Regions from separate parts of the Mus musculus genome. Here region 2 is linked to region 1. The links are chromatin contacts, called in public Hi-C maps. All regions are on one chromosome and are shown on one strand. Each heading gives the region's core, a stretch centred on a gene start, on an enhancer-like site or on the middle of the called end of the contact. The rest is flanking DNA. Distances are from core to core; before and after follow the strand shown.

The links. Hi-C and Micro-C count contacts between places; a contact is called where the count stands out from the background.
Region 2: a contact with region 1 is called in a Hi-C map of cerebral cortex, with 2.5 times the contacts expected there. The contact joins two enhancer-like sites. A contact is called at or near these places in 2 of 484 Hi-C or Micro-C datasets (cerebral cortex and nephron progenitors), 3 of 115 datasets of contacts at active chromatin or transcription factors (embryonic stem cells and neural progenitor cells) and 3 of 9 other capture datasets (adipose tissue, embryonic stem cells and pancreatic islet).

The regions. Positions count from the first base shown.
Region 1 is chr5:129,381,772-129,386,634 of GRCm38.p6, forward strand. No RefSeq gene overlaps it. Among named protein-coding and RNA genes, the nearest start is that of Gm34145, 76 kb to the left of the region's middle. Within about 2 kb of position 3,355, at least 9 of the 459 cell types and tissues checked have an H3K27ac peak or open chromatin away from gene starts, as enhancers often do. A contact at or near this core is called in cerebral cortex, where this site is marked.
Region 2 is chr5:129,533,424-129,537,995 of GRCm38.p6, forward strand. The region is part of intron 7 of Sfswap (splicing factor SWAP); the gene reads left to right. Among named protein-coding and RNA genes, the nearest start is that of Sfswap, 34 kb to the left of the region's middle. Within about 2 kb of position 1,303, at least 69 of the 459 cell types and tissues checked have an H3K27ac peak or open chromatin away from gene starts, as enhancers often do. A contact at or near this core is called in cerebral cortex, where this site is marked.

The DNA of each region.
Region 1 (4,863 bases), core at 2,105-4,604:
GCTGACATCACCCATTTCCAGAACTGAAAAAGGAGATGAAGCCTGAGATCTTGTAAGGGGGAGGGGATGGGGGGTGATTCACCTGGACCACAGCCTGGAATGTGTCTCTTCTTCACCATAAATACACCCTGACTTCCCATTGTGGGATGGCATGCCAATGACCAGCCAAACTGGGGTCGATGGAAGAAGCCACTCTGAGTAGATGGTGTCATCCCACAGAACCCTCAGGGGGACCACCTTCCCGTGATAGGATAGCACGAAGCCACACCCCTTGTTAATTATTGGTGGTCTCTCGTGGGACCTTCACCTGAGTATCTGGCCAGTACCTTTAGCTATTTATATGCAATTCTGCCCTAATTGCAAGTGCCAGTGGGTCCTGGGGACTGGCTAGAGTATGTAGGCTGGGGAATGTTGAAAGAGGGAGGCTCCATCTATGCAGCTGCAGGGAAGCCATCATCCATGCTGGGTGAAGACCTTCCAGTGTGGCTACTTTCAGATCACCCATACTCTGACTCAGGTCTGGTCCGTAAGAGGCTTAATAAACTAGTTGGTTCCCCAGGATGAACCTAGTCGGAATTGAACTTGGGTTTGTCACTGAGACCTTATGAAGAAGTATATATTGCTTAATTCACCTGCCATGCTCCCCACCCCTGTGGTTTGAAAACGTTTGGCCCAGGGAGGAGCACTATTAGGAGGTGTGGACTTGTTGGAGTAGGTGTGGCCTTATTTTAGGAAGTGTGTCACTGTGGGGGTGGGCAGTGACACCTTCCTTCTAATTTTGTGGGAGCCAGTCTTCTCAGATGAAGAGGTAGAAGACCTCTCAGCTCCTCCTGAACCATGCCTGCCTGGACGCTGCCATAGTTCCTGCCTTGATGATAACAGACTGATCCTCTGAACCTGTAAGCCAGCCCCAATTAAATGTTGTTCTTATAAGAGTTGCCTTGGTCATGGTGATCGTTCACATCAGAGAAACCCTAACAAGACACCCCCAGGAGAAAATTCTTGCAACAACGTGGATTCCAGATGTCGCCATGACTGTACTCTGTGGGATATGCTTGAGTGCTAAGCCATCCCTTATAACCATTCAGCCAGCTCAAGCTTTCCCTCAGCTCTCCCGCTGTGCCACCTGATGCTCTCTGAGGGGCGTGGAAAGCTGAAAAGAGGGTTCGTGTGAATTAAAATTGCATTAAGGCTCTCAGAAGACATCAAAGTCAATTTTGGTTTTCAAGAAGAAAGTGCATGTCTTAGAGATGCATCGCAGTTCTCAGCATTAAAAGCAGCCCGGCCCCCTCCAGGGCCGTCTCTATCGCTCACTTCCTGTGTGTAGTCTGTGCAGTGACACCTGCCTTCGTTTTAATTGCAAGCTTATAGCACACAAACATAGTTGGGAGGAAAAAGGATTCAGGCTCCCTTGGAGGGTAGCTATGTGCTCATGACAGCTCATTTGCTGTTTCATGGTGTGTTCAAAGTGGCCTGCATGCCCAGAAAAGTCTTATTGGAGTTTGTCGCCATTTACAAGTGTTAAGTGTACCCAGCTTCCAGGACTCCACACTAGTCAGCTATCAGAATATGGATTACCTGAGTCCTTAATGGCTGTAGGGTGAAAGGTGTCTCTACACACGGCACTTCAGCCCTAGGAACAGTCAGTAATGACTGCCTGTCTTGGACCAGCCATTCTGCCCACCTCTGGAAGTCAGCTACAGTCTCTGGCACCTTTTTCCCTGGTTAAAAAAAAAAAAAAAAAGTGGCCCCTGGGTGGCCAGACAGCTGAACTTCACCTTGGATGTAGTCCAGTGGGTGGTGCACACCTTTAATCCCAGCTCTTGGGAGGCAGAGGCAGGCAGATCTCTGAGTTCAAAGGGCAGCCTGGGTCTACAGAGTGAGTTCCAGGACAGCCAAGGCTACACAGAGAAACCCTGTCTGTACTCTTTTTTTTTTTTTATTATTCTTGCCTATTCTTTTTTTTTTTTTAAGATTTATTTATTTATTATATGTAAGTACACTGTAGCTGTCTTCAGACACTCCAGAAGAGGGCGTCAGATCTTGCTACAGATGGTTGTGAGCCACCATGTGGTTGCTGGGATTTGAACTCCGGACCTTTGGAAGAGCAGTCGGGTGCTCTTACCCACTGAGCCATCTCACCAGCCCTGTCTGTACTCTTAAAAGTAAACCTTAAAAAGAAAAAAAGATAGAAAGGAAAGAAAAAAGGAAGGAAGAAGAAAGAAAAAGAAAATTCAAGTTGGACAAAACAGACTCATCTGTCAAGTTCACAACATAAAGAAAGCGTGCCCTAAAGACAGGGCTTTGGGGCTAGAGATGTCTCAGCAGTTAGGAGCTCTGGCTGTTCATGGGGAGGACCGGGGTTTGATACCTAGCAACCATGTGGCCCTTCACAACAGCCTGTAACCCCAGGTCCAGGGGCTCCGACATCTTCTGGCCTCTGCAAGCACCAGGGAAATCATGTAGAGCATAGACTTACATACAGATGAAACACAATTAATTAATTAATTAGTAATTAAGTCATATCACTGAATGATATGACTCATCAACAATGAGTTGTCATGGAGATGATTATCGCCATTTGAAGAGTAGCAAGCATTAGGCACACCCAGAGCTGTCACCTAATGTCCCTGCACCCAACCATGCTTAGGGGTTCTTGCTGACTGACTGACTGACTGACAGAAATGTGGTGGTTTTTCCTCCCTCGGGTGTTATATAGATTCAGTCCCCCCCCCCCTTTTTTTGGTTAAAGTCTAGTTTTTTCTACAGCAAATATAAAGACAAATTTTCTTTTACATAAATATATTTTGCAGTAAGAAGTTATTTTCAAAAAAAAAAAACCAACAGATACCTTTGAAATGACTGAAGCTGCATACTGGGGAAATATAGACAGATCAGGAAAAAAAAATCAGAACCAGATATCTAAAGTTAGGCCTGAGTAGAGCCATGGCTCTTAAACACTGGAAGCTAATTAAAGAAACAAATCTTACAGGTTTGTGGCTGCTTTTTTAATTAAAAAAAAAAAGCCAGGTGTAAGTCAGGCCATGGTGGTGCACATCTTTCATCCCAGCACTTGGGAGGCAGAGGCAGGCAGATCTCTGAGTTCGAGGCCAGCCTGGTCTACAGAGCGAGTTCCAGAACAGCCAGAGCTACACAGAGAGACCCAGTCTAAGGGGAAAAAATGTGTAACCGAAGGCCACCAGGTCTCTGCATGACAGTTGTTGACTGGGGACTCCACGGAGATCACTCTCGCCCACAAGTTGCCTGCACTTCCGGGCCACTGTTGCAGTGTGCGGTAGCCTGGGCTGAGTCAGAAGATGCCGCCCAGGAGAGAGCTGAGCAGCATCTGTAATCCATACACGCAGCCAAGTCTCCTCCTGACGCCTCCAGTTTCCATAGATGTTAGCTAAGCTTCGGGAGAAATAGATAGCATCATCTCAAGGCAGATGTCCCCCTCTGCCAGCACCTCCTGCTATCCAGCTGTCCATCTCATTAGGTAGATGTTCCCTGGGAAGAAGCTCTCAGGCAGCCAGGGATGGTCCATAGCTCAACTGTCCCTGGAGGCTGAAGAGTGTGCAGTAGCTTCACCCAGAACACCATCTGCCAAAGTCCCTGTCTTAGTTAGGGTTTTACTGCTGTGAACGGACACCATGACCAAGGCAACTCTTAAAAAGGACAACATTTAATTGGGGCTGGCTTACAGGTTCAGAGGTTCAGTCCTTTATCATCAAGGTGGAAACATGACACCATCCAGGCAGGCATGGTGCAGGAGGAGCTGAGAGTTTTATATCTTCATCTGAAGCTGCTAGCAGAATCCTTCCAGGCAGGCAGGATGAGGGTCTTAAAGCCCACACCCACAAGGCCACACCTCCCAACAGTGCCACTCCCTGGGCCATGCATATACAAACCATCATAGTCCCTGACTTTTCCTGTGCTTCCTTCTGTGTCAGTGGCCTTGATGGCAGGGGCTGGATGGATATCCTCACTAGGAACATCTGGCTGGGCTCAAGGCAGGGGAACTCTGAGCCCTGCTGCCCAGTGATCAGGGCTCTGCACCATGGCATCCCTACCCTACATCCTTCAGAACGGCAGAGGTCCAGATCAATATCTGCCACTAGGCAGAACCAGTGCCATGGGGTCTTTGGGAATGCTATAAGTTTAAGGTTCCAGCCTGGTCTGTCCTGTTTCTAGTGTGCCCTCTGTGTTTAACTTCCCCCAGAGTTCCCCCAGGGCTGTTGAAGCCCCAGCCTTTATATCAACATTCCACCAGTATGGGACAGAAAAGCCACCATCCCACCTGGCCTGCCCCCGTCTCCTCCCAGTTTAGGCACCAGCCACAGCAGCTGTGGCCTATACCCTGGCAAAGGCCAAGTCAATCTCCTGACAAGGGCCAGATGACAAGAAAGACTCTGTGGACCCCAGACCCCAGCTCATGAGGAAGGGGCCTGGCCAGTGTCTGTCTAAAGTACACAGGGAGAGAGAAAACAATGGCCGTTCCATTAGGATTGTCATGGGGATCCATGGGAGACCCATGAAAGCAGGCAGAGAGAGAGAGAGAGAGAGAGAGAGAGAGAGAGAGAGAGAGAGAGAGAGAGAGAGCGAGCCGCAGGGCCCTAGTGTGGCTGCGTCCATAGCCGCCAACAGGCTAGGAGCCGCCTAGCCAATTACTACAGAGCTGCTGAGCTGCCAGCAGGGGGCACTGAGAGTCCAACTCCCTGGAGAGACTCTCTTAGGCCCATTCTTCTCTCCTGATTAAATCTCCTCTAAATGCTGTCATCCCAGGGAGGGAAAAGGGCTCTCCTTATGAGGCTTATGAGGGTATCAGGCACCATTCCCCAGACTCTTCCTATACCCTGGGGCTTT
Region 2 (4,572 bases), core at 53-2,552, 150 kb after region 1:
TGCCTAGCCTATGATGGGCAATTCAAGTCATGTGGTAATAGCCCATTGTCAGATTCTCAGGTTTCCACTAAGTCCCCATAGCAGGCCAAGAGCTCTCTCTCAAAATCATTGTCTGTGGGTGAGAGCAAGGCCTTGTTCCAAAGTTCCAAAGGCCTCCACTGTGATTCCCCTGTGCGGTCCTCAAAGGACCCAACCATTACCCCATGTAGCACTGACAACGCAGCAGTGCCATCAGGTTTGCTAGACCATGTGTTCCAAGTGGCACAGCAGCTGGATTGTTTCAGGGATTGTTGCTGTTATTTTGGACCCATTCCTGGTACCACAGTCTGTATTAGGCATGGTTCTCTTGACAAAAGAATAGAGTGTGTATGTTACAAGATGATTCACAGGACTGGCACAGACTGGTCTGGGTAGTGTCATAATAGCCATCTACCCACTGAAGGCTGAGAACCAAATATAGGTGCACAGTTCATAAGGCTGCTGGAGTCCCCACTGAAAGCCTAGGGGAGTACTGGGGAGTCATTGGTCTTCTCCCCCTGGGGCAAGGCCGAAGAGGCTGAGTCAGATGATGGATGGCAGCAGTAATAGGAGAACTGGGTGCACTTACAAGCAAAAAGCAGAGGTGGACCGGGCAGCAGTGCCTCTTCTTTTGGACCGCCTCTTCCTGTTTGATTTGCTGCAGAAAGGTGCCACCTACTCTGAGGGAGGGTCCTCTCCCCTCAGTTAATCCTTCCTGAAAATACCCTTACAGGCCTACCAGTCAAGATGAATCATCTTAAGTTCTAATAATGCCATCTTTCGAAGCCTGGGTGGCTGCTGCTGAAGCCAAAGACAGAAGCTGGTCCATCCGTCACTGTACACCTGTGTGTTAGCTGCTGGCAGCTGTTTTCCCAGTCTGCTACTCTAGTCTGGGGCTGTGTTGTCAGCCTCCAGCCTTAGGCTTTCCTGTGGCTTCTCCATCGCCCGACTGTACTAGCTCCTGTGTTTGTCTCTTTGGGGTTCTCATTTGTTTGCTGGGGCACATCCTTGTTACAACTTGTTACAAGAGACTATGCTGGAAGATACATTTTTTTATTTCAACCCTTAGATAGATAGTGGGAAGGACCTAGTATGATGTAGATGTGTTTTTCCCTCCAGTCTGGAGTGCTCTGTGCTATAACTTCCCAGCCCTTGCCCTCGGCTGATACTGCCTGTTCTCTCCTGTACAACTGGAGCATTCATGGAACAGTGTGTCCATGCCAGTGCTATGTCAGGAATGCTTGCACAGCCTTTCCATTTGGCACTGGCATGCTAGAGAACAAAACAGATGGGAAACAGGGAAGAGGCAGCAGGCTCTGCATCTGCAGTTTTGCTTTCCGTGGGATCCAGTCTGAGGATGTTCAATGGAAAATTCCAGAAATAAAGCAACTCAAAATTTTAAAATTGTGCACTGCTATAATGAGTTATATGATAAGATCTTGAACAGTCACAGACCTTCCCACCGGGACCGGAATTGTCCCCTTCGTCCAGCTGACCCAGCCTGTAGGCTAGTCTCCCTTCCACTAGTCACTTAGGAATTGTCCTCATGTGTTGTGGCTAGGGGTTTACATTCAAAAGACCCTTTTAAAGTCATCTGCCACTGCTATATCCTTGTGCCCAGGCCACCTAGTACCATCACAAATACACTGTTTCATCTTAAATTATACCAAGACGGGTGTGCACAGCACAGCAGGATGTTGGGTGAATAGCCTGCTCGCCTAACTTCTATTACTGTAGTAGTTTAACTCCATTAATCATTTCTGTGGTCACTCTTCCTGTGACTGCTTTGCAAGTTAAGCCTTTATGAGTATTTGTGTGTAATAAATAGCCATGCAGGGCTCAGTGCTGTTTACAATGGCAGATGTTCCCACAGCACAGTGGCTATACAGGGGTTTCCAACCAAGAATCCTAGGAAGGGATTGACCAAAGACTTAGAGAAAGCTGGCATGAGCTGGGATGATTCTCACAGAGGCCCCAGAAGAGGAGGAAGAAGGAGCTTGTGGGAACACCTCCCAGACAGAAGCTTGCTGAGCCAAGAGGCCCAGGAAATCTGACTGGAGGCATGACATTTCCTAGACCAGAGCTGTAGGACAGAAAGGGTGTAGATGAAAGCCCAATGCAGTTCTGGACACAGTTGGTTTGGAACATGAGTGACCTCTCCAGTTAAGAGTGCCGAGTGAAGAGTTCTTAGATGTAGCCCAGGACTGGAGACGGGAATAGAATGCAAGCCTTTAGCCTTGGGAAAGGCTGAGGGGTGCCTGTCAGCCAGCTAGAGGTGGGAAGGAGGTGGAAGGACATGGCATGAATGGTACAGGAGGGACTGAGGGCGTTGCCTGAATGGTACATAGCCTCAGAGCAGAGTCAGTGGCCCTGCATCTTCCTTCAGGGTGCAGCACCAGGGACGGCCAGGAAGGTGGCTCACTGCTGACTCTCAGAAGCTCTCAGCTTGTGACCTGTGAGTTTTTTAAACATGTCTCCTTTAATGTCGTAGTTGTGTCTTAGGAAAGTTTCAGGATCCTCAGCACATACCTGCTCAAGAGCTGAAGGCTCTGGAAGATGATTAGATAGGGCTGGAGTGTAGCTCTGTTGGTGGAGTAGCTGCCTAGCAAGCATAGGGCCCTGGGTGGTTAGGCAGATGGCACCAGCCTTGCTCTGGGTTATTGCACATGTAAGCTTGTGAATAGCTGGAAAAGTGCTTCCAGGTGTGCCTCCACGCTAGCAGCTCACCCTTCCTTCCATGTTACTGCCTAGATGGCCTGGGAACCTGGGGCACTTTCTCTGTTGCCTCGTTTGGTGTGGATTTTTGCAGTACTCAAAGAAATACATTTATTAGCATACTATCACCTATTTTCACTCACTTAAAAACCCAGACCTGGTCAGTCATGGTGCTTTGTTCCTGTACTCCTGTCTCCTCAGTAAACTGAGGAAGGGTGCTCACTAGAGACCAAAGTTTAGAGGCCATTCTGGGAACAGAGCAAGGCCCCATGTCGAGATGGAGAAATAAGCAGTACCCTTGGGAAGTTCTGTGTATCATTTGAAGGTAGCAAGGCCTCTGGCTTGTCCTGAGGATGGCAGCCTAGCATCAAAGATCACAGGCAGCCCTGAACCAGGTACCTGCATTGCAGGGCTATACTACCCAGATCTTCTGTAGTAGGTGCCACTTTTTAAAAGTTTGCTGTTGTTTGTTGTTGTTGTGGGTTTCTTTTATATACATGAGTGTTTATCTGCGTGTATGTGTGCAGTGCCTATGGAGGCCAGAAGAGGGAGTTGGATCCCCTAGAACTGGAGTTATATATGGTTATAAGCCAGCCAGTGTGGGTGCTAGGAACCAAACTTGGAACCTCTGTGAGAGCAATATGTACTCTCATCCACGGAGCTGACTCTCTAGCAACTCCCTCTTTTTCTTGTAATAGCATCTTATTTAGCCACATGACTTGCAGTATTCTAAGTGTGACTTTTTGGATAATGTTGTGAACTGTGTTTGAATAGACAGCCCAGTAGTATTAAGTACATCTACATTGTTACTTGACTGATCTCTGGCGCCTCTTTCATCTTGCAAAATTGAAGCCATCTTCAAGTTTTTGCAAAGATATTATAAAAATACTTAAGTTTTATGAAAGATTTCTACCATAAAGCTTTAAAGTAAGATTATAAAATGTCAAATAGTATATTTATAGTTTATATTATAAAATCAGAAAGCCTGTGAGTGTGGGGCATTTTCATGTATATGATTTTGTGTGTGTGAGAGACAGACAGACAGACAGACAGACAGATCCACTTTTCTTCTTGGTGTGTGATGTTAGAACTAATAAGTGCTTGGGAACTTGTGCCTTGGGCTCAGCTGATGATAAGGCTATAGATGCTTGTGCTATAGACTCCACTGCCACAGAGTGTGTACCCATGGAGACTCTTAGCCGGGACTGGGCTAGTGTGAACTGTAGTCACTGTGCAGTATTTCAGTGCTGGGTTATGAAGAACAGAACAGCTAAGCTATACTCACTGAGTGCATCAGGAGCTGACAAGAACTTGCCACTGGTTCTGCGATGTGCCGCTTTGGGGGCAGTATCAGGCCTACAGCAGGGAATTACCACGGGTGTACATGCCAGAGGCAGAAGCCAAGGGACAGGATGAGCTAATAGGAATCCTGTCTCTCAGGCCATTTTGGGGCCTTGTCCACAGCTTAGGTGCTCCTGGCAGGAAAGGGCAGGTCCAGCTTCCTCCCGGACACTGTGCATGGGGCTCTAGGAACAGCAGGTGCACGGTGGTTACAGCATGGGTCTCTTGAGTCTGTGTGGTGCCAGGGTACGAGGTACTTTATATCAGTACGCTACCTCCTCTGAAGTCCTTCTGAGGTCACACAGGTGTCTCTGAGGTGTGAATTGAAGTCCTAAGTGTCACATGGAGTAAGAGGTCAGAGGGAGGCAGGTGACAGCAAATGCTGTCGATTAAGTTTTGAGTGATACTGTGTCCAGTATTATCAGGTGTTTATAGGGTGGGTCTCCAAGTTACTGCGTTGGATGTCTTATCAGCACAACACGGTGTTTCTTGACCAAA